Linked DNA regions of Mus musculus: all the other regions are linked to region 3. The links are chromatin contacts, called in public ChIA-PET, HiChIP or PLAC-seq and promoter capture Hi-C maps. All regions are on one chromosome and are shown on one strand. The core of a region is the stretch at or near the end of the contact, and the rest is flanking DNA. Distances in the headings are between cores, read along the strand shown. Region 1 holds the start of Mta3 (metastasis associated 3). Region 2 has its middle 15 kb from the start of Gm35125. Region 3 holds the start of Thada (thyroid adenoma associated). Region 4 holds the start of Kcng3 (potassium voltage-gated channel, subfamily G, member 3). Region 5 overlaps Mta3 (metastasis associated 3). Region 6 holds the start of Cox7a2l (cytochrome c oxidase subunit 7A2 like). Region 7 holds the start of C430042M11Rik (RIKEN cDNA C430042M11 gene).

Region 1 (2,700 bases), core at 142-2,641, 760 kb before region 3:
TGCCTATGGAATACTAGGGTTACAGGTGTTTAGTACTATGAGGACCATCTATATTCAAAACCTCATAGAGGGTGTGAGGAACGTGAAAAGGGATCTATAGCTACTCAGCATGGGAAAACTAGCCACTTAAGAGCTTTCTGATGGGACAAGTGATCCTACACCTGTAATATAACCCAGCACTCAGGAGGCTGAGGCAGGAGGCTACAAGAGCCAGCCTGAACTGAGACCCGTATTAAAACAAGTAATGTTGGTGAGGTAGCTCAGTATAGCCAGGCCTGACTATCTGAGTTCAATCTCTACTCCTATGATAGACCTATACATATATATCTCATAGCATTCATGCCCTCACATGATAGATAGATAAATAGATGCATGGATGGATAGATAAGTAAATAAGTGTATTAAGAATTTAAAAACAAACCAACAAACATGAAAAGTTAGTTCTATAGTTAAATGACTAGCCTGTGCAAAGACCTGGCTTCAATCCCCATTAATGCAAAAAAAAAAAAAAACCAAAAAACCAAAAACGGGGATTGGGGCGAGGACGTGCTTTTTGACATAAAACTAGTTAGCTGACCAGCAACCCCAAGCTGTTAGACACGACCTCCTCCTTTTGATGGGGGGAAAACTGCGGATTGTGGAAACCCTGTTCTTCTACCGGCAAAGGAAGCCCTCTTGTGCTGAAGGCCTCCCCTGGTCAAAGCACACGCTGTACACAAAGCCTGTTTAGAGGCAGGGCTAGAGGATGTGTGTGTGTGTGTGTGTGTGTGGGGGGGGGGGTCGGTTTTGTTCAGCCCAGTTTTGGCACAGCCACGACTGACCTGCCAGTGTGGTCGGGGTGAGAAAGTCAGCTTCCAGTTCTTTTCATAGCTGGGTCTCAGACTTGAGCAAGCTGCAAGTACGTAGGGTCTTCTTGGCCCCAGGGCCTGTAGGCTCTAAAGCCACCAAACGTCCTCTCACCACGAGGGAGGGACGCAAACAAGCATCTGTCGCTTGCATTGGCTGCATCGGAGAGTTGTACCCAGAAGGGCGTTCGTGTGCTTGAGGTCACACATAGAGGGGTGTCCCTGGGGAACAGAAGCAGGAAAGGAGAACCTGTCCCAAGGTGGACAGGTGACGCGGGCGAGAGAGACGCTCGGAGTGGCTGAACCTCTGTCCCCACCCTGGTTCTTCCACAGCCCCTGACCCTGGTGTGCTACCCCGAGGCTAGTGCGGGTGGCCCCTGGGGTCTTCGGCCCCCCGCAGCCCGCCGCCCCGTTCCCGCCGTGCTCCGGCCTCCCGGGCCCGCTCGGCGTCGCTCTGCCGGCGCTGGGGGCGGGCACAGCCCCCTCCCTCGGTGTCCCCTCCCCGTCCCTCCCCCTCCCCCGTGGCGAGGCGGCGGCGGCGGCGGCAGCGGCGGCGGTCGAGGCTGAGGCGGCGGCGGCGGGCGGGGCTCGGCTCGGGCTCCGCGGGCGGGCGGGCGGACATGGCGGCCAACATGTACCGGGTCGGAGGTAGGAAGGCTCGGCCCTTCCCGGCCCGTCGGGGAGCGGGCGGTGGGAGCGGGGGTCCGGGCAGCGCACGCTTACTGCCAGCAGCCCGGGAGCCCGGGGCTGAGGGCGCCGCGGGCGGGGCGCAGGGGGATCCCCACCCCCACTCCCCTCCCCCACCGCTCCTGCCCGGCGTCTCGGGGCCAGGCCTCTTCTGGGGACACGCATCGGACACCCCCTTTACGAACGCCCCAAAGGGACAGAGCCCCTGCAAGCCCCCTAGCTGAGTGGTCTTTCCCTCGCGTGGCTTTTGGGCACGAGGGAGGGGGGCTTGAGCACCCCTCACCCCAAACCCCGGCTTCTGCCTCGGTGTTAGCGTGGGCTGGGGACGATGGTGGCCCAGGTGGGGGGCAGAGCTCGACAGGCCTGTTTGCAGAGCCCGGGCCCTGCACCGTCGCTGCTTCACCCCCCATTCCCTTCGGTTTCCCGTTCAGTCCCCCTGAGAGTGGGGCTGTGTGTGGGGCCAGGGAGCCGCAGCCCCAGGTAGGGAGTAGAGCTCAGCCTGGACGTTGGCTCTGCTGTCTGTCTTTCCAGCCTTCTGCAGAAGAGAGAGAAATAAGGTCAAACAAACTTTCCCTGCTCACGACGCCCTCCCTCCCTCCTTCCTGGTAAAATAATAATTCAGATAAGTGGCGTGTTTGTGAGTGAGACTTGCTCTTCCGTCTTTGCTCATTAGCCGAGCTCCTGATGGATGATGGTGGGGGAATGGCCTGGCTAAATGAGGCCACTTAGCAGCAGAGGGCTGGGAGAGAGCCGCCTAGGTAGACCGTGACTGTGCAGTCTAGTCTCTCAGGTAAACACATAGTGGGAAGTTTCCAGCCACTCTGTAGAGGAAAAATCCTGTACCTTTGGTTGAAAACTTGCCATGGTTTCTTTATAAGAAGGGTCTAAATGGAGTTGAATCAAATATAAAAAAAGGGGGGAAAAAAAACAACCCAACACCCAGCCCCTATTCCTCACCATCCCAGGTAGAGCAAGGAAAAGTTTGATACCTGCTTGCCCTTACACATTCTGCCTGCCGATTTTTTTTTTTAAGTTGATGTTTGAAATGAATTTGGGCTGTTAAGCCTTTCTTTTTCTCCTGATTTGTCTCAGGTCAACACTTTTATGTAAGAATCGTTGTTGAGGGCTGGTTGGATTGGAGGGATGAGGCGCTAGTGGGAGGCTGCGT
Region 2 (2,705 bases), core at 55-2,554, 580 kb before region 3:
TGTGGACCTGCAGAAGAAGAAGGTCGTCTCAAAATGGGAAGTCTAACATTGGGATCAAGATGGGTATGGAATTCAGATGGACTAGACCACGGAGGTCCGTGGAGGGCAGAGAGGGAAGCCATGCTGAAGGAAGAATGGGGTTAGATGAAAGGACACAGCGGACAGAAGAGGAAGGCACTCAATCTGAAGAGTCTTGTTCTGTCATGTGGCAGAGCGCAGTGACTCCTGGTTGGCGCTGGGGCCAGTCTTTGTTGTGAGAGATCTCGAGGCACATGGCCGGTCTCTTTTGTCTGTATACTCTTTTTTTCCTAAAAGAACCCCAAAATAGGGTGGGAGGGGGAAAGAAAAATCCCAAATTCTTATTTCCCCTTTTAGCTGGTTTAAAAACTTGACAAAAAGTTTGAGCGCTAGCTGCTGACACAGTCTTGCTCTTTCGTGCTTTATCCACTTGGGAGGGAGATGGTGTCAAATGAAGGCCACAGTTCACCTCAGTGCAAATAAGGGCATCAGGGCCTTTTCAGAGGGCTTTTGCTTGGGAAATGGGTGGAGTGTGAGGGGACCAGACTTGGCACAGAAAGGACAGCGGCAAGAATGGCCCGGTTGGTCAAATCCACACGGCCTGCCTTGCCCTTCTTTGTGGCCTCGAACAGATGTTGTCTGAAGTGTGGGTCTCAGAGGTTCAGGGCCAATGTAAGGACATTCTCAAGAGCCAACGGGAGGAAGCCCAGGCACCCTGCATCTTGGGATGGAATGAGGCTGGTGCCATCCTTTGTAGACTCCGTCTGTGGGGCTGAGGGGGATGCTGGCTTCATCCCACTTTCTCAGAAATTCTGATGGGAACCAGTGGGGTTGTATTGAGAAGGATTTCCAAGCTCATTTCAAGCCTTTCCCTTGGCTTTATTCAGCAGGCCAGCCCCCCAGTGCCACAACATCCCCTATTCTCTCCTTTCTGGGCTGGTTAATGCGAGCTTTCTGTGGGGGCAGGAAAATGGAGCAGTTGTTCCATCGGGGCTGGGCACTGACCCTCTTTCTCTGGCAGACTCTTAGAATTTAGAACTTGGATCTCTCCCTCCACCCCACAGAGCACAGGGTGTGGGTCCAAGAAGCAGGGAACTATGGGAGAAAGGGGGTTTGTGACCCTTCTCCTCCTCCAGACTCGTCCTTATTCTCCGAGGACAGGCAGAAAGGGCTCTTCCAAGGCCTGCTGGCAGCCAGGCCCCGTTTGTGGTAGGCGGTGTTTATGTGAACGCACAAATGTTTATGTGAGATTGCCAACCGGTTATTTATGAGTCTCTCAGCCTTTCCCCAATAAAAGCTGTTCCCTCAATGTTCTGACAGGCCCTGCATCTGTAACTAATGTGTCACTCGCTCGCCTAATGCAGTTCACTTGTGTTTATTTTTGCACAAAAGCAATTTATCCAGCGGCTCTGGAAAAAAACAGCCCTGTCAGGAACCTTCTTGGGAGCCGAGTGTTTTTCCTCAAAAGAAGGCCCAAATGGCTCACAGGGCAGGGCAGGCTGTTGGGGCATGTGCCCAAAGTGCCCAGAATGTGAGGGTGGGCAGCGGGTGTGAGGAGAGCTGAGCCCTCACTGTTATCTCTGGTTGTAAGGGTGTGTGTCTGTTTGCAACTTCCTGTGGGACTGTGTAGGTTTGTGTTGGCCTTTCAATAGAAAAGTTCTGCCCAGAATGTTGAATGATTTTAAAATGGTGTTGGGGGTGAGGTGACGCTAGCTTCACTATCCCTCTGGTCGTCATAAATCAAAGTTGGGAGAGTAGGCTGTTGGCGGTTAAAGGGCCTGGAGGAGGTAGCTTAAGGGAGGGCAAGGAGGGCGAGAGCAGGGGCTAAAGGGGAGGATGCTTGGCTTTAGGGCAAAAAGAGCATGAGCTCTGGGCAGTCCAGGACCAGAATGATAAAAAGTTGAAGGCAGATGACTGTGCAGGGCTCCTCTCTGCGCGGGTTAATCTGACGATTGTCACTGTTTTCGTTGCTGTAGGGAAAGGGTGCTCTGAGGGCTTGTTGGATGGCACTGAGGAAGCAGAGATCTCCAGCTCTAGAATTTCAGGGGGAAAGGAAATGAGCCGGGGAGGGAGGGAGGGGTCAGGAGTCAACCAGATGCAAAGAGGAGCCCCCTGTTGGGCTGCACAAGAGCCTGGGGTCTCTATGGTCCTTCACTCCATCCCATCGACTGCCACAACTAACACAAGGCAGTCGATCGGGCAGGAGAGGAAGTGACTCTGGGTAGAGCCCTTCCGCTGCTGGGGATGACCCCGGGTACTTGAGCCCACAGTGCGCAGAGGCCCAACTCATGGTAGATCCTTTCTTGCCATTTCAAAATGGCCTAGTAGGAATAGTAGTGGTGAGCTAGGATAGTGACATCAAAGCCTGAGGAAGCCAGCTCTCCCTCTCGGAGACATGACACCTTCTTCTAGTCTTTCTCACACCAAATCATGACTGTTCTGTCCCAGTTGGCAGGAAGATGGTCTGAATGATCTCCATCTTGGGTTGTTCTCCAAGGAGATTTTGTTAAACCATGATGGCGGACGATGTCAAGCCAAAGATTCTCGTGTTAACAGGGAAGTAGATGTACGGTGTGGGGATGGAGCCTTTGGGTCTTTCTGTTTTGAAGTCTTTGAGGCCTGGCCTAGGCTTTGACTGCTCTTCTCCTTTCTATGCACAGGGATGAAGGCAGCTTTGAGTGTGGGGT
Region 3 (2,700 bases), core at 191-2,690:
ATTATGTTGTCCTTAAATGAGGTGCTGCTTTGAAGGAGAGATTTCTTTTGTCCCATTTAATAATTAGACATTCTACGAAAGCTTTGAGGATACAGATTCCAGCTTAAGTCAAAGGCAGACCTCCGTGGCCACTGAGGAATGGTCTACCTGCAGACCCTCCCAGGCAGAAAACGACTCAGCATGCGTCACTTAAACTCCTGACATAGCTTCCTTGTTGTCCCTACTTGTCTCTGAAGAATCAAAGCAATCTAACCATGCACTTGCTTATAAACTTCCCAAAGGTTTTCCCTTGCACTAAATAAAATGCATTAGTTACATCCAAATTTGGGTGTATGGCCTGAAAACAATCTGGCCCCAGCTTCCTCTGCCATTCATTTCAGATTTCTTTCACAGCATGTATTACTACCTAAGATTACACTAACTGGCACACCTGTCTATTGCCTGTTTTTCCTAGCACTAAGCTCCATAAAGGTTGCAATGAACTGAATAGTTGTGTTCAGTGTTCCCGTTCTTAACTCCTTAGTCGTTCATGCATGTAGTAAATGCTTTATTAAAATTTCATGAACTAAATCAAGGAATTCTTAATTAACAATTGCTAGAGATATTATAGGAGGGACATATATACTTTTAGAAGGAAGGTGGGCTACCTGGTACCTAAAAGGACATGCTACAGCTAAGTGGCATACCGCTCCAGAAACTGAAGCATTTATAGTCCATTTGGACGGCAAGTCACTACAGCAACGGCAAATGAGCAGTCAAGCAAAAAAGTTAATGAACACAGCCAGACAGAGAGACAACAAGGAAAGGCCTTGAAGTTCTGGGTTAAGTTTAGGGAAATAATTTCCCAAACGAGCAGCCAGCGTGCAAAGTACTGAGAAAGTACTGAGGAAGGAAACTGAGGGGACACTTGTGATTTGAAATGGCAAGTTTGCAGCAGTATTTGATCCCGGAGTCCTAGGGACTACACAGAGATAGACTCGGTGATTCTGCGCGTTCTAAGGGTAAACGTGTGTCCGGGTGAACTGGGCCGGCCCAGAGCCGAAAATCCCGGTTCAGCCTGATGGGCATCTGCCCATAGGTGCCACTTGCTGCTTCCCGCCCATCTACATCTACACCTTCCCGACCGCCTCCCACGTGGAGTCCAAAGACTGACAGAAGGACGGATGAAAACGTGGTTCAAGGGCTGTCTGTCTCCATGGAGACCTCAGCGCCCGGAAGCCACGGCTGGCACCCTCGGGGTGGCCTGCAAGCTGCCCCGGCCGCGCTGTGGCGAAGTCGGTCCCCCGCGCCCGCGTGCCTGGCAGGCAGCGCGCCCGCGAGCCAAACCTCGTGCCCGAGGACGTCTGCAAAGCGTCGCCACCTCTGGACGAGACCCGGAAGCCCGTCAAGTCTACCGCGTCCCTGCGGCTTGTAACGTGGTGCGCGATCCAAAAACCGGTCCCCGGCGAAGGGAGGCAGGGCTGGAAGCTGGCACGGAAATATCGCGAGAGCGGCCGAGTGCCGCTCCTCCAATCAGAAGTGAGGGTGGGTTGTGACGTCATCAAAGAGGGCGTTTGCGAGGGGATTTAGAGAGCCCGCGACTAAACAGTTCTTGATAAGCGAGCCTATGATGGTGACTGCTGGGAATTGCATGCCCCTCACCTCCTTCTGGCTGGCAGAGCAGCAGCCTCCACACCTCTAGGTGTCAGGCCGACATTTCTGTTCCAACCCAGACTTTCTACATTCACTGTGCCCAGCGCAGAGACAGGCAAAATCTACACTCGGGGACGGTTGTGCCAGGGACGGGAACTGAAGCCAAGAGCAACGACTTGAACTCCACTGTCCGAGCCTTAAACGCTGCCTTAAAGGCTGCATCTTTTACACAACTCACAGACTATCTTGCAGTCCAGTCCTTTAAAACTGAGTAAAAATTAGAGACCTATATCACCTTAGTAAGGAGCTGGGACAAGGGACAAGATCACAGAACGGACAAGATGCTGAAAAGGCCGGGATGCTGGCCTGGGCTCTGAGATACATAGTTGGGAAAAACAATGAAAATTAGGTTCATCAGGTGGATGGCTTTTCTATCAAACTTTGTATTTCTTTGTGGTTTTGCCACGTGTATTGTGAGACCCTGACTTAAAGCGTTTCTCCTTGAAAGGTAAAGCCCCTAAAACATTTCCCCAAGCTTGTTTTCCCTGACCTATAAAAATACAGCTAGAAAGAAGCTCTTTGTTCTCTATAGCCAGCAAAAAGCCTTTTTGTTTCTATACTTTACAACCAGAGATGCGATAATTGTAAAAGACCCAGCCAGCACTTGCCTGGCTTCCTGTGCCAAGGACTCAGGGTTAGGGTTAGGGGAAGATAAAAATTCAGAAAGAACTCACTCCCCACTCCTTCTGCCTTGTAAATTTCACCAAGGACACTCCGCCCAACTCTTCCCAACTCCTCAGCTAGCTATTAAAAGCCCCCTACTGTCACTGGGGTCATCGGGGTCGGGTCAAACTCCCCTGACCTGCATGGCGGAAGGAGTTTGTCCTCAGCTAGCTGATAATAAAACCTCTTGCAGTTTGCATCAGTGTGATTTTCTCTCCCGTCTTTGGGGTGCTGGCCAACTTATCCTGGGACTTGAGCGGAGGCCAAGCTTCAGGGGTCTTACAGTATCACTAAACAATAGCTTGGTTGATTTTGTGTCTGTTATCCACCGATTCACATCTTTTG
Region 4 (2,700 bases), core at 94-2,593, 830 kb before region 3:
ATTTCACCGAAATGAGACTTCATCTTTTCAAACACCACCAGTACTGGCACATATTTCAAAGAGCTCTTAGCTCAAACTGAATCATCGTGCAAATTATTGCGTGTTAGCAATAAAAGTTTGGAAAATCTAATTAGCAGGTTGCTATTTGGTCAGAACTAAAACACAAAGCCTGGAGGTTTTACTCTAAAAGGTGAGACCCAAGCACAACCACAGGCTGCGCCTGTGAAAAGGGGGCGGGGTTGGGGACCCATAGATTCCTCACACCCCTCGGCTGGAGCGCCAGGGACCTCCTGGGGCAGGAAAAAAGCCTAGCTGAGCTGCCAGGCAGACAGGACGGAGACCGGACGGACGGACGGCACGGATAGACGGGACTGGACGGACTGGACGGGCAAAAAAAGCAGTGCGTCCTACCCGGAGGGTTCCCTCCCAGGGCTGGCGGAGTACCTGCTCCGGTCATCCAGACTGCGGTTGTCAGCAACCGCCGCACGCCAGTCGGGCAGCGTGCTGGCGCACAGCACCACCATGGACACGATCACGAACACCACGGACACGCTGGCCAGGATCTGCGCGGCCAGCGACGACGTGGGCTCCTCGAAGGTCCGCCGCATGCGCTCCAGCCAGCGCCGGGAGGGGGCCGCCTCGGGTCCGGCGGGACGAGGCTGCTCGCGGCCCAGCTCGTCTGCCGCGTGAAAGGTGTGGGTGTCGGACATGCGGTCGTCTAGGCGGCGCTGGCAGCAGTACTCCAGGTGCGCACCCTCCAGGCCCCAGTAGATCATCTCGTTGTAGAAGGAGAGCTCGCACATCCGCGGCGCGAAGCGCAGCTTCCCGTGGCCGCGCACGTACAGCAGGATGAAGCCGAAGGCCTCCGAGTGTCGGTCGAAGAAGTACTCGTTGCGCTCCCGGTCGTAGTCGTCGCACACTTCGAGCACGTCGCGCTCCGAGCGGCAGCCGTGCAGCCGGCTCACGCGGCGCAGCGGGAAGTCCTTGAGCAGCTCCCGGGACAGCGAGTACCGGGCGCCGCCCACGTTCAGCACCACCGAGGCCGCCCCGCCGCGCCCGAAGGTCATGGCTGGCCGCCCCGGGGGCCTGCCCGCCGCGCGCACGGGGAGGCCGCGCCGTCGGGGCCCGAGCTCCCCCGGGGCTCGCGCCCCGCACCGCCCGCGTCCCCCGCGGTGTCAGTGCCGCCGCCCCTCGCTCCCGGGTTCGCCCTCCCGAATCCGGGTGGCTGGCCGCAGCTCCAGGTGGCGCCGGTCTCCCAGAGGGCGAACGTTAGCCGAGGCACCGTGGGCAGGTCTGCCCGGTCCCCGGCGCACGCAGCCCCGCCGCCGTCCAGAGGCGAAAGGCAAAGTGAGCCGGCTCCGGCGGCGAGGAGCGGGCTCCGGGAGGCGGGGGCGGGGCCTCCCTCGCCGTCCTCCTCCTCGCCCGCCGGCTCCGCGCGCTCCGCTCCCTCCGCGCGCACCTCCTTGCCCGCCCGCGCCCGCACCTCCCGGCTCGCTCCGGCTGGGATTCCCCGGCGCCCCGCCCCGGACCTCGGGCTCCCCGCCTCGTGACGCCGTGCGCCCCCGCCCGCAGTGGCCGGGAGGGGTGCGCAGGGCGTGATGCGAGCTGCGGGGAGCCCCGGGGCCATCCGGATGATGGACACACCTCCCCCAGGCTCCTTTAAAGAGTCCCCCGAAGGGAGGAGACAGGAGGGAAGGAGGGGTGCTGAGGTGAGGACCAAGGTGCGAGGTTTGAAGTAGGGAGCAGACGGCGTCTGGATGAGCCTTTGCCAGAGACTGTTGGAAACCCTGGTCGGCTTCTAAGGCCGCCCCAAAGGATTTCTCAAAGCAGGCAACCCAGTCGCGGCTTTGCCTGCAGACTTTGCGCTTCCTCTCCGCGCGTGGGGCACCCCACGTGCCGTGCGCTCCGAAGGCGGCCGCGCACCAAGCTCTCCCCACCCCCTGCTCCCTGAGGGATGCCATGGGCCAACGGACTCGCCCTAGTCCCCCATCTTTCCCAGCCTTGGGGTCCTAAGAAGGCGCCTACACCGCTCTCACGATGCCTCCGGTGGAGTCGGGTAGCAGTCTGGAGAGAATTTTCTTTCACTGGCAAGACCAGAATGTCTTATTGCCTCGATCTTGCATTCTCCTTTTCATGCTATCTCGATGTCCACTCCTTCCCTCCCCGTAGCACCCCCGTGCGACTGCGGCACCGGCCTTCAAATGCAGAGGCAGGGTTAAGGCTTGGTGGAGTGGGGTTCGACTTGGCAGGCATTATTTTAAACAGCAGTTTACACATCCGACACCGGCAACCCAGCCCGTCAAAGGCAAGAAACAGGTGAGTTATATATAAGGGAGACGGCGTTAGATGCAAAACAAACCCTGGAAATAAAAATGAATAGGGAGGGTGGAGGGGTGAGATGGGCTCCTGTGACCATGGAGTACCTGGGGAAGGGTTTTGCTTTCCCCCTCCACTTTCCTAATTTTGTAGGACTGCCCCGTGCCCGCTAGAGGTCACCATAAGGAGTCATTTGCTCTGCTTCTCGGATAGATGTTAGTGAAAACAGCCGCCTGCAAATTTGAGTTCTCTTTCTGACAAAGTCACCCTGGGTGGTTCTTAGAGAATGAAAATCTCCATAAGCTGTTTATCCCTAGACTTGGATCATTTTTTTTTAAGCACTTAATGTGATTAAAAGCTCAAAAACAAGAGTTATTTATCTGC
Region 5 (2,700 bases), core at 174-2,673, 700 kb before region 3:
TATGCGGCTCTGGCTGGCCTAAACTCAATCAGTAGACCAGATTGGCCTGGACTTCACTTGCCTCTGACTCCACAGTGCTAGGATTAAAGGTGTACACCATCACGTACACCCAGCTCATTACTGCAGTGTTTTTTATTAAGCAGAAGGAGACCTGGAGGCTCGGGCAGCTGGGGGCTGTGTTGCTGAATCACATCCATTCTTGTCTCTACCAAGGCCTCTCTGGTCCACCAGCTCTCCTACCTGCCTTCCGCCTCCTCATCACTAGAACGCCGCGGGTGTTTATCTTTCTGGATTAGCTATTCTTGAATATATGTGTGTGTGTGTGTGTGTGTGTGTGTGTGTGTGTGTGTGTGTGTGTGACAGACAGAGCAGAGAGAAACAGAAAGAAAGAGAGATGGGATGGGTAGGACAAACAGACAGACATATGGAAGACCTTGGCTTCCTGTTTAAACTGCTGTAGCTTCACGTTCATTTGGAATCTTAAGGTCCTAGGAATTGATGTTCAATCTGGGTGGGGCTGATTAAAACTGATGCTTAAAGTCTGCATACAGAATTTGGGCATTGCTTGCCAGATGGGATGCATGAAAAACTCGTAGCGGCCTTTTTTTTTTTTTTTAAGATTTATTTATTTATTAATTATTTTATGAATGTAAGTACACTGTAGCTGTACAGATGGTTGTGAGCCTTCATGTGGTTGTTCGGAATTGAATTTAGGACCTCTGCTCGCTCTATCAACTCTGCTCGCTCAGTCCCTGCTCGCTCTGGCCCCAAAATTTATTTATTATTATAAATAAGTACACTGTAGCTGTCTTCAGACACACCAGAAGAGGGCATCAGATCTCATTACAGGTGGTTGTGAGCCACCATGTGGTTGCTGATATTTGAACTTAGGATTTGAGCAGTCAGTGCTCTTACCCGCTGAGCCATCTCACCAGCCCTCATAGTGGCCTTTCACTGTCTGTCCATTTTCCTTGGGGACTTTATAAAGGGGACTCCAGGCTTTTAGCATTCCTCGACCGTTTGCTCATCTAGGACACCTGTACCTCTTGTCAATCACCAGTACTTGGGGGCAAGTAGCTGTTTATGCCCGGTTCTGACTTCCTCATTTTGAGGTCAGTTATGAATGCAGCAGAGCTGCAGATTTCAGGTGTTGCTGATCTAAGATCCGTAAGATTGATATTGTTAAGATACTGAGGACCCTGGTTGGTAGTGCACCCCGCAATCCTAGCTCTTGGGAGGTAGGAGCATGCAGATCAAGAGTTCAAAGTGCAAACAACAAACTATACTGTGCTCATGGAGGGTTCGTTCATACATGTTGCTCACTTCATAAAATAGAACGTATTTTGTGTAGCACACAGAGGGGAAAGCATCAACGAGAAATGCTTACACCCAGCTGACACCCTTCCCCCTCGCTTGGCTGGTAAGCACTGTAGTCAAGCCCTGCCTTCTCTTGCGGTGGGAACATCATGAAGGTCTCACACAAAGGAAGATGGCCGTGAAGTCACCAGGTAGTGCAACCCTGGTGCCAGTATTGTATGTGTGATGTATGCAATCTGTCCTGGACTGAAACATTGCTACCCTATTGTCACTGGCATTGGTAGAGTGCCCTCCACTCCACCCCTATTTGTGATGTTGGTCACAAGGCCACCCCTTGGCCTGCAGGGCAGTGTCAGCATCGTCAGGGACATGCCTCGCTCCCAGAGGAGACACGTGCTCTGCTTCTCTCTGCTGCTTGGACTCTGGAAACTAAGTAACTTGGAGAGCAGAGTCAAAGAAAGAAGTTTTGGTTGTGGCCTTGAACACCAGGATAAGTCTGCAGGTGATGAACCCAAGGCGCCAAGCAGTTAAGAAGCTGCAGGAGGACCCATCGCCGAGGATCAGTGACAGGCAGGCTTTCTGGTGGCAGGTCTGGACTGAGGAAGGTTGGCTGTGCTGGCTCAATAAGAGATGGACTCGGGTATCGGAACAGCGCTAATGCCTGTAACACAGAATATCTTCTGAAAATGCCGCCCCCTTCCCTGCTCCCATGGGATGTCCCTGAGGTGTCCCTTCCTCACCCCAGCTCTGTCTGGAGTCCTCTGGAGTCGAGTCAGGCATTGTTCTGGCAGCTGCCTGACTGTGTGTTTGCCAGATGACACTGTGGAGAGTTAACTCAGGCGGTCAGGCTTGGTGGCAACAGACATTGCTTTTATTCATTCATTTATTCATCCATTTATTTATTTATTTATTTATTTATTTATTTATATTTATTTATTTATTTATTTAAAGGAAGGCTTTAAGTGTCGTGGTTCAGCCTTGAACTTCCTTGTGTATTGATTTCTGATGCTGTTGCCTCCATCGTGAGCACTGAGATTAGGGTGTGCATTGCTGAGCGGGTGTTGCGAGGTGCTGCTGTCTGGACCCAGGAGTTCGTGTATGTCAGATAAGATTCTGCCAACTGAGACTCTTCAGCCAGTACTTTAGCACGAATGCAGGAGACCTCAGAAGATCACTGGATTTGAATGTGGGGGGAATAGAGTAGAGAATTTAAATACGCCAGAATTTTTGAAAAGAGGCTAAATGCACAAACTCATACTAAAGATTGCTTATGTCATGTAACATCTTTACTGGGCAAGCAAATCGTGTGCTGAAACCCAGTGTCTGTGTAGGGCAGGGTGGCCTCCTGTGAGGTCCGGGGCAGGGGTGAAATGTTTGAACAAC
Region 6 (2,700 bases), core at 133-2,632, 950 kb before region 3:
TCCTTCCACATTTCTGTAACAGAACGATGGTGTCTCTCTCTCTCTCTCTTTTTATGATCTCTCCAGCAGCAAAGAGCCTACTAGCAGCCATGTCTGTTAAGCACCACATTCATAAAACCTCAGCAGCTACCAGACACAACACAGCACTAGACACTGAACACCTAAACACTCTTGAGACTTTTCCTCCTCAACCTCCCATACGACCCTTCTTGGCCTCCTCTCTCCTGAAAGCACATCTACTCTTGTAATGAAATCATACTTAAACACTGTCCCTTAAGATGGAGTGTCCCATAGGGGTAGAAAAGAGGCAGTAATGACAATCTCTTTTACAGCCCATACAGGTCACTTACTATTCAAGGTTTTTCAGCTTCGTGTCCCACCAAGGCTTCTCGAACTATGCTGAGCAGTGATTCAGTTCAGGAGAATATATAGCATTTATCCAGCACCAACCATCTGCCAGAAAATCTGCTCACTCGACACATCACATTTAACCCAAGTTAATGCTGCCCCGAATTAGAAGGGGCAGTCAAGGTCACTAGATTAAGGCTGCTAAATTCAGTACTAACCCAGTATTAAGTGGAACTCTAAAATACCACATTTTCACAACACTGAGATTGGAGATGGGAACGCCATTGATAGGATCTAACTGGAACCTGGATAATGTCAGATTGCCCAGTAGTCAACGGTCACCGTCTGCCACTTTAAAACTAGCAAAAGCATAAACCTCGTTGGGTGTCACTTCCGATGCTTTCCCCAGTATGTATGTATGTATGTATGTATACACATATATATATTCCCATGCCTTATGAGCGAGCTTCTCAAATCCGCCCTCCCAGTCTTCCATTTGGTAGCTGGGTAAAGCTGCTTTCTGGGCTGTGACAGGGCCAGTAACAAGAGGAAGTCACAAAGGCCACCTCAACCAGAGAGAGCAGAAACCCAAACACAGTTATGTCACCTTCTGCAATCCTTCACAGATTCTACGGGAAATCCACCTTAAACAAGCAACCACCCCAGGGGTCACCTTGACCCCCGCAAGGTATCAGACCTGAGTTCAGTGCCATGCAAACCTCGCCTAGGGTGCAGCACACACCCAGAAACCTCGGCGACCGCTCCAAGCCTGCGTGGTTAAGGACACCAGGGGACACCAGCAAGCCGGACCGGTCGGCCGGCAGAAACCCTTCACGGCTCGAACCTCGCAACTGCCTGCCTCGGGCTGCTGTTCTCCGGCCCAAGGCGACGCGGCAAAAGTGTACCTGCGGGGTGTAGGCTTCCGAAGCCCAAGCTCCAGCCAACTTCTGCGTGAAACTGCTAAACTTGTAGTACATGTTGGCGGAGGCCCGCTTCGCACCGCCGCTGCCTGTGCGACCGCCCTAGAAAAGGACCCGGCTTCCCCTTAGGCCCGCCCAAAGCTCAGCGCAAGGACCTTAATCCAAAATGCGGACTGTCTAGAGAACGCCTGACTTAAAACATAGCCTCCTACGCAACGTCGGGGGGAAAAAACCGCGCTTTCTCAAGACCTAGAAACGAAAACAAACTCTAAAAGACATGGAAAGAGGCTGTGTTCAGGCTTCCCGAAAACTCAGGCTTCTCTGTACCACTCACTTGGATGTGGGCAGTGCCAAGGCGCCTTGACAGGTGCGCAAGCGTCCTGTGGACAAAGAGGGCGGCTGAGAGCGACACAGTCGGTCAGAGCGAGTTCTGGGCGGGGCCTAGAGCGGGGGCGGGCCCAGGACGTGGGTGGGGTCTCGTCAGGCCCAGGTCCCGCCCCATTTCAGGGTTATTAGTATCTGTTGAGGGGTCTTAATGTACCAAGGGTTGTTAGGAATTTCACCTCAGTTATGACAAGAACAGCTCTTTGGAGCCGTGAGTGCATCGCCTGTAAGCAAAATCCTGTCTCAATGCCGGGAAAAGTGACAGGAAAGGAAAGAGAGTGGGAGAGAAGGAGATAGGAGAGAGAAGAGGAAAGGGGAGAAAAGAGAAGAGAGATCAAGGAGGGAGATGGTGAGAGGAAGAAAGGAAAGAAGGGGTAGAGGGGAAGAGGAAAAAGAGGTGAGGGAGAGAGAGGAAAGAGGGAAGAAAAGAGGGAAGGAGGAGAGAAAAGAAAGAGGAAGGGGAGAGAGGGAAGAAAGGAAAGAGAGGGAAGGGAGAAAAGAGGGAAGAAGAGGGAAGGAAAGAGGGGAGAAGGAAAGAGAGAGAGGGGAGAAGAAGAGGGAAGAATCTATAGGCTTTGTGTAGACGTAAACTTAAAGCACCTGTGTGTGCATCTTGCGCTTTTGAGAGTGAGATTTTGTCAGCATTCATTTGGTTGCTCATCTCTTCCTAGGCCCTGTTCTTTGAGATAAACGTATGCAGGGGAGGTGACTGGGAACACTTGTGAAATCTCTACCTTCTGCTTGAATGATGCGCAGTTACAGCTTCCTGGTTATGGTTATACTCTGCCGCACCATGCAGTGTGACTTAAGCTTCCACTCTGAGTCGAATACTGCATAAACAGAGTGTGCCGGCTTCCTAACCTCCAGGAACAAGTTTTTAGTCCTATCATTTAACCAGAGGTTTTTGCACACACATTATAGATTTATGCATACTATATTTTAAATGTAAGTTGGTAATGAATAGCTGATGATGCCAAGCTTAACATAGTATTTTCTCTAAATGCATTGAACCCCCACAACCCGAGAATTGGTACTATGACCATCTCTA
Region 7 (2,700 bases), core at 113-2,612, 610 kb before region 3:
CGCAGTGATGGAAAGAGAGAGCTGATTCCTCACAATCGTCATCTCACCTCCAAACTCACTCCGTGGGGCAAAAATAAAAAACCAAATTAGATAAATGTATATATTTTTTATTTAAAATGGCAGGGGATGCCTTTAATCCTAGCACTTGGGAGGCAGAGGCAGGCGGATTTCTGAGTTTGAGGCCAGCCTGGTCTACAGAGTGAGTTCCAGGACAGCCAGGGCTACACAGAGAAACCCTGTCTCAAAAAACAAAAAACAAAACAAAACAAAACAAAAAGGCAGGGGATATAGCTCAGAGATAGAACACTTGGCTATTATTCATAATGCCTTTGATTTAATCCCCAGTCCCGAGAGACAAGACAAGACAAAGCAACCCGATGTCCTGCCACATACACCAATCTATCATCTTTAGTTTTGAAGCCTGAATGGGGCTCGAAGGTGAAAATCCAGGTGTTGTCAGAGCTGTATTTTTTTTAAAGACTTATTTATCTTATGTTCGTTGGTGTTTTGCCTACATGTATGTCCATATGAGGGTGTCAGATCCCCTGGAATTACAGACTGTTTCGAGCTGCCATGTGGGTGCTGGGAATTGAAACTGGAAGAGCAGCCAGTGTTCCTAACCACTGAGCCATCTCCTCAGCCTTGGGTCTTGTCTTTTTTTTTTTTTTTAAAGAGTTCAGGTAGAAGACATAGGTTTCTTCTTCTCTAACCTATCAAGATCCTCCTCACACCTGCAAGTAACGGAGACTCCAATTAACCGGGAGCTTATGGGATGCTGAGGATTTATATGCTAGGTGACAAGCAAGTACACCCCTCCCCCCACTAAATAAAAGTGTAATTTAAACAATTCAAAGACACACGTCTAGAGAGATGGCTCAGCCACTGAGAGCACTTGCTACTCTTGTAGAGGGCCAAGGTTTGGTTCCCAGTATCCACATGGCAGCTCACAATTGCCTGTACCTCCAGTTCCAGTGGATCTGATGCCCTCTTCTGGCTTTTAATGGCACCACATACACACACACAGTGAACAAAACATACATGCAAGCAAACGCTCATAACTAAATAAATCTTAGGAATATAAAAATGAAACAAGACAGAAAAACAAGCAAAGAAAACCCGTTCAGCTAAGGGGAAAGTTAAAGGCTCATATAACAAGATACCTGTCTGAGTCAGGGGTTCTCTTGCTGTGAAGAGACCCCATGACCATGGCAGCTCTCATGATGGAAAACATACTCTGGGCTGGCTTAGTTTCAGGGGTTTAGTTCATTATCATCATGGTGGGAAGCACAGCCGTGTGTAGGCAGACCTGGTGCTTGAGAGGAGGAGAGCATTCTATATCCAGATCCGAAGGCATCAGGAAGAGACCTTGAGCCACTAAGCCCCAGCTTGAGCTCCTCAGACCCGCCCCCTAGTGACGCGCATCCTCCAGCAAAGCCACACCCACTCCAACAAGGCCACACCTCTTTAGTGGCACTCCGTATGGGCCTATGTGGGCCATCTTCATTCAGACCACCACAGTAGCTAAAGGATATTTGCAGGAGGTGTAACTGAGGAGACCCAGCCTGAATGTTGCTCATGTCAGGTTTTGTGTGACAGCGAGGAGAAAAGTGACTAACACACGTCCTATTCCTGGTGGCTGAGGACAGCTGGTTACACGTAGCGTTTCCTTAGGACCACGCCCTGTCTCCAGTGCTGCAGGTGCTTGCTTGCTCTGCTGTGGGGGCTGCAGAGCGGGTTGAGTCATGTTAGCAGCATCCTTCCATTCTTCCTACCAGACATATGTTGTTGAAATTTTTTAATCCCAATCTGGGGTTTCTCTATCACCTTGATCATTCAGTTCCTGGATAAAAGACACACAACCTTTATATTTACAATAAGCCTTAATCAGCACAAGAGCTGGGCAGATACCTACCCTCTATGCTATTAGAATCTACCTTCCTATCAATAACCCCAAGTTATTATTTACTATGTTTCATCTATGCTGCTCTTAACTCCAATTGGTCAGCCCTCAGGTTCTCCCTCGAGAACCCATGGCTTCTCTCTCCCTCCTTCACCTTCTTCTCCCTCATGGTTTTCCTCAGACCCCCAGTCCTGGAATCCTAAACCCCACCTATGTCTCTTCTGTCCAACTATTGGTTGTCAGCATCTTTATTTACCAATGAGAAATAACTTGGGTGCAAAGTCACTGGGTCTACACTCAGACTTTCTCTCAGGGAACCAGGTCTTAGGGGCTTGCACTTAGCCCTACAATACACAGCAAAAGACCAAACCTCAAAAGACTTAGGCAATTCTCCCCATGTTTCTGGGAGATCAAACTGCCATGAAGGGAGAACCAGATGTGTGTGCTGGCCACGAGAGGCTCAAATGTCCATACTTGCACCCATTACTGGGACAAAACCAGTAGTAACCAGCAGACGTTGCTTGGATCTGGTGTTTCCAGGTTCCCAGACTTTTATTCAAGAAAACTAAAATAAAGGCAGAAACAAATTGCAAAGAAGCAAAGGAGTTTTATTTCAAAGCAAAGCAATAGTATAGACCAGAAACATCCTGTCAAGAGTGATAGGGGACACTATCTATCGATCGATTTATCTATCTATCTATCTATCTATCTATCTATCTATCTATCTATCTATCATCATCATCATCTATCATCTATCTATCTATCTACCATCTATCTATCTATCTATCTATCTATCTATC

The links. Promoter capture Hi-C pulls out the DNA fragments that hold promoters and counts their contacts. ChIA-PET counts read pairs in DNA pulled down with a chosen protein or histone mark. HiChIP or PLAC-seq counts read pairs in DNA pulled down with a chosen protein or histone mark.
Region 1: a FOXA1 HiChIP or PLAC-seq map of pancreatic cancer cells shows a contact between it and region 3. The contact joins the promoter of Mta3 here to the promoter of Thada in region 3. A contact is called at or near these places in 7 of 39 promoter capture datasets (the 3T3-L1 cell line, the C10 cell line, hematopoietic stem and progenitor cells and 3 more), 3 of 115 datasets of contacts at active chromatin or transcription factors (astrocytes, large pre-B cells and pancreatic cancer cells) and 1 of 9 other capture datasets (adipose tissue).
Region 2: an H3K4me3 HiChIP or PLAC-seq map of embryonic limb bud shows a contact between it and region 3, with 7 times the contacts expected there. The contact joins the enhancer-like site here to the promoter of Thada in region 3. A contact is called at or near these places in 19 of 39 promoter capture datasets (the 3T3-L1 cell line, 3T3-L1-derived adipocytes, the C10 cell line and 12 more), 2 of 15 datasets of contacts at CTCF or cohesin (the NIH/3T3 cell line and large pre-B cells), 25 of 484 Hi-C or Micro-C datasets (B cells, CD4 T cells, the G1E-ER4 cell line and 18 more), 25 of 115 datasets of contacts at active chromatin or transcription factors (the 230-238 cell line, the NIH/3T3 cell line, the SCID.adh cell line and 17 more) and 3 of 9 other capture datasets (adipose tissue, embryonic stem cells and liver).
Region 4: a promoter capture Hi-C map of liver shows a contact between it and region 3, with 2.7 times the contacts expected there. The contact joins the promoter of Kcng3 here to the promoter of Thada in region 3. A contact is called at or near these places in 5 of 39 promoter capture datasets (hematopoietic stem and progenitor cells, hippocampal neurons, liver and 1 more), 2 of 115 datasets of contacts at active chromatin or transcription factors (embryonic hindbrain and large pre-B cells) and 2 of 9 other capture datasets (adipose tissue and liver).
Region 5: a contact with region 3 is called in an RNA polymerase II ChIA-PET map of memory CD8 T cells, with 30 read pairs. The contact joins the enhancer-like site here to the promoter of Thada in region 3. A contact is called at or near these places in 2 of 39 promoter capture datasets (HPC-7-derived erythroid cells and pre-B cells), 2 of 115 datasets of contacts at active chromatin or transcription factors (bone marrow-derived macrophages and memory CD8 T cells) and 1 of 9 other capture datasets (liver).
Region 6: a promoter capture Hi-C map of pre-B cells shows a contact between it and region 3, with 3 times the contacts expected there. The contact joins the promoter of Cox7a2l here to the promoter of Thada in region 3. A contact is called at or near these places in 6 of 39 promoter capture datasets (the C10 cell line, HPC-7-derived erythroid cells, hippocampal neurons and 3 more), 1 of 484 Hi-C or Micro-C datasets (pre-B cells) and 2 of 9 other capture datasets (adipose tissue and liver).
Region 7: a contact with region 3 is called in a promoter capture Hi-C map of pre-B cells. The contact joins the promoter of C430042M11Rik here to the promoter of Thada in region 3. A contact is called at or near these places in 14 of 39 promoter capture datasets (the 3T3-L1 cell line, 3T3-L1-derived adipocytes, the C10 cell line and 8 more), 8 of 484 Hi-C or Micro-C datasets (CD4 T cells, the MNK3 cell line, bone marrow-derived macrophages and 4 more), 25 of 115 datasets of contacts at active chromatin or transcription factors (the 230-238 cell line, the SCID.adh cell line, acute myeloid leukemia and 19 more) and 3 of 9 other capture datasets (adipose tissue, embryonic stem cells and liver).

What each region holds. Positions count from the first base shown.
Region 1 is chr17:83,704,793-83,707,492 of GRCm38.p6, forward strand. It overlaps Mta3 (metastasis associated 3), which reads left to right and starts at 1,392. Exons shown (of 17, transcript NM_001379391.1): 1 at 1,392-1,493. The coding sequence starts at 1,466.
Region 2 is chr17:83,888,742-83,891,446 of GRCm38.p6, forward strand. No RefSeq gene overlaps it. Among named protein-coding and RNA genes, the nearest start is that of Gm35125, 15 kb to the left of the region's middle. Within about 2 kb of position 1,305, at least 102 of the 459 cell types and tissues checked have an H3K27ac peak or open chromatin away from gene starts, as enhancers often do. A contact at or near this core is called in 3T3-L1-derived adipocytes, the HL-1 cell line, the NIH/3T3 cell line and 7 more, where this site is marked.
Region 3 is chr17:84,464,768-84,467,467 of GRCm38.p6, forward strand. It overlaps Thada (thyroid adenoma associated), which reads right to left and starts at 1,441. Exons shown (of 38, transcript NM_183021.3): 1 at 1,327-1,441.
Region 4 is chr17:83,630,552-83,633,251 of GRCm38.p6, forward strand. Kcng3 (potassium voltage-gated channel, subfamily G, member 3) reads right to left here and starts at 1,344. Exons shown (of 2, transcript NM_153512.1): 1 at 412-1,344. The coding sequence starts at 1,067.
Region 5 is chr17:83,769,453-83,772,152 of GRCm38.p6, forward strand. The region is part of intron 8 of Mta3 (metastasis associated 3); the gene reads left to right. Gm46597 (predicted gene, 46597) reads right to left here. Exons shown (of 3, transcript NR_168497.1): 3 at 2,187-2,491. Among named protein-coding and RNA genes, the nearest start is that of Gm46597, 7.2 kb to the right of the region's middle. Within about 2 kb of position 1,424, at least 16 of the 459 cell types and tissues checked have an H3K27ac peak or open chromatin away from gene starts, as enhancers often do. A contact at or near this core is called in memory CD8 T cells, where this site is marked.
Region 6 is chr17:83,512,951-83,515,650 of GRCm38.p6, forward strand. It overlaps Cox7a2l (cytochrome c oxidase subunit 7A2 like), which reads right to left and starts at 1,383. Exons shown (of 3, transcript NM_009187.3): 1 at 1,254-1,383. The coding sequence starts at 1,325.
Region 7 is chr17:83,853,056-83,855,755 of GRCm38.p6, forward strand. It overlaps C430042M11Rik (RIKEN cDNA C430042M11 gene), which reads right to left and starts at 1,363. Exons shown (of 2, transcript NR_155491.1): 1 at 1,161-1,363.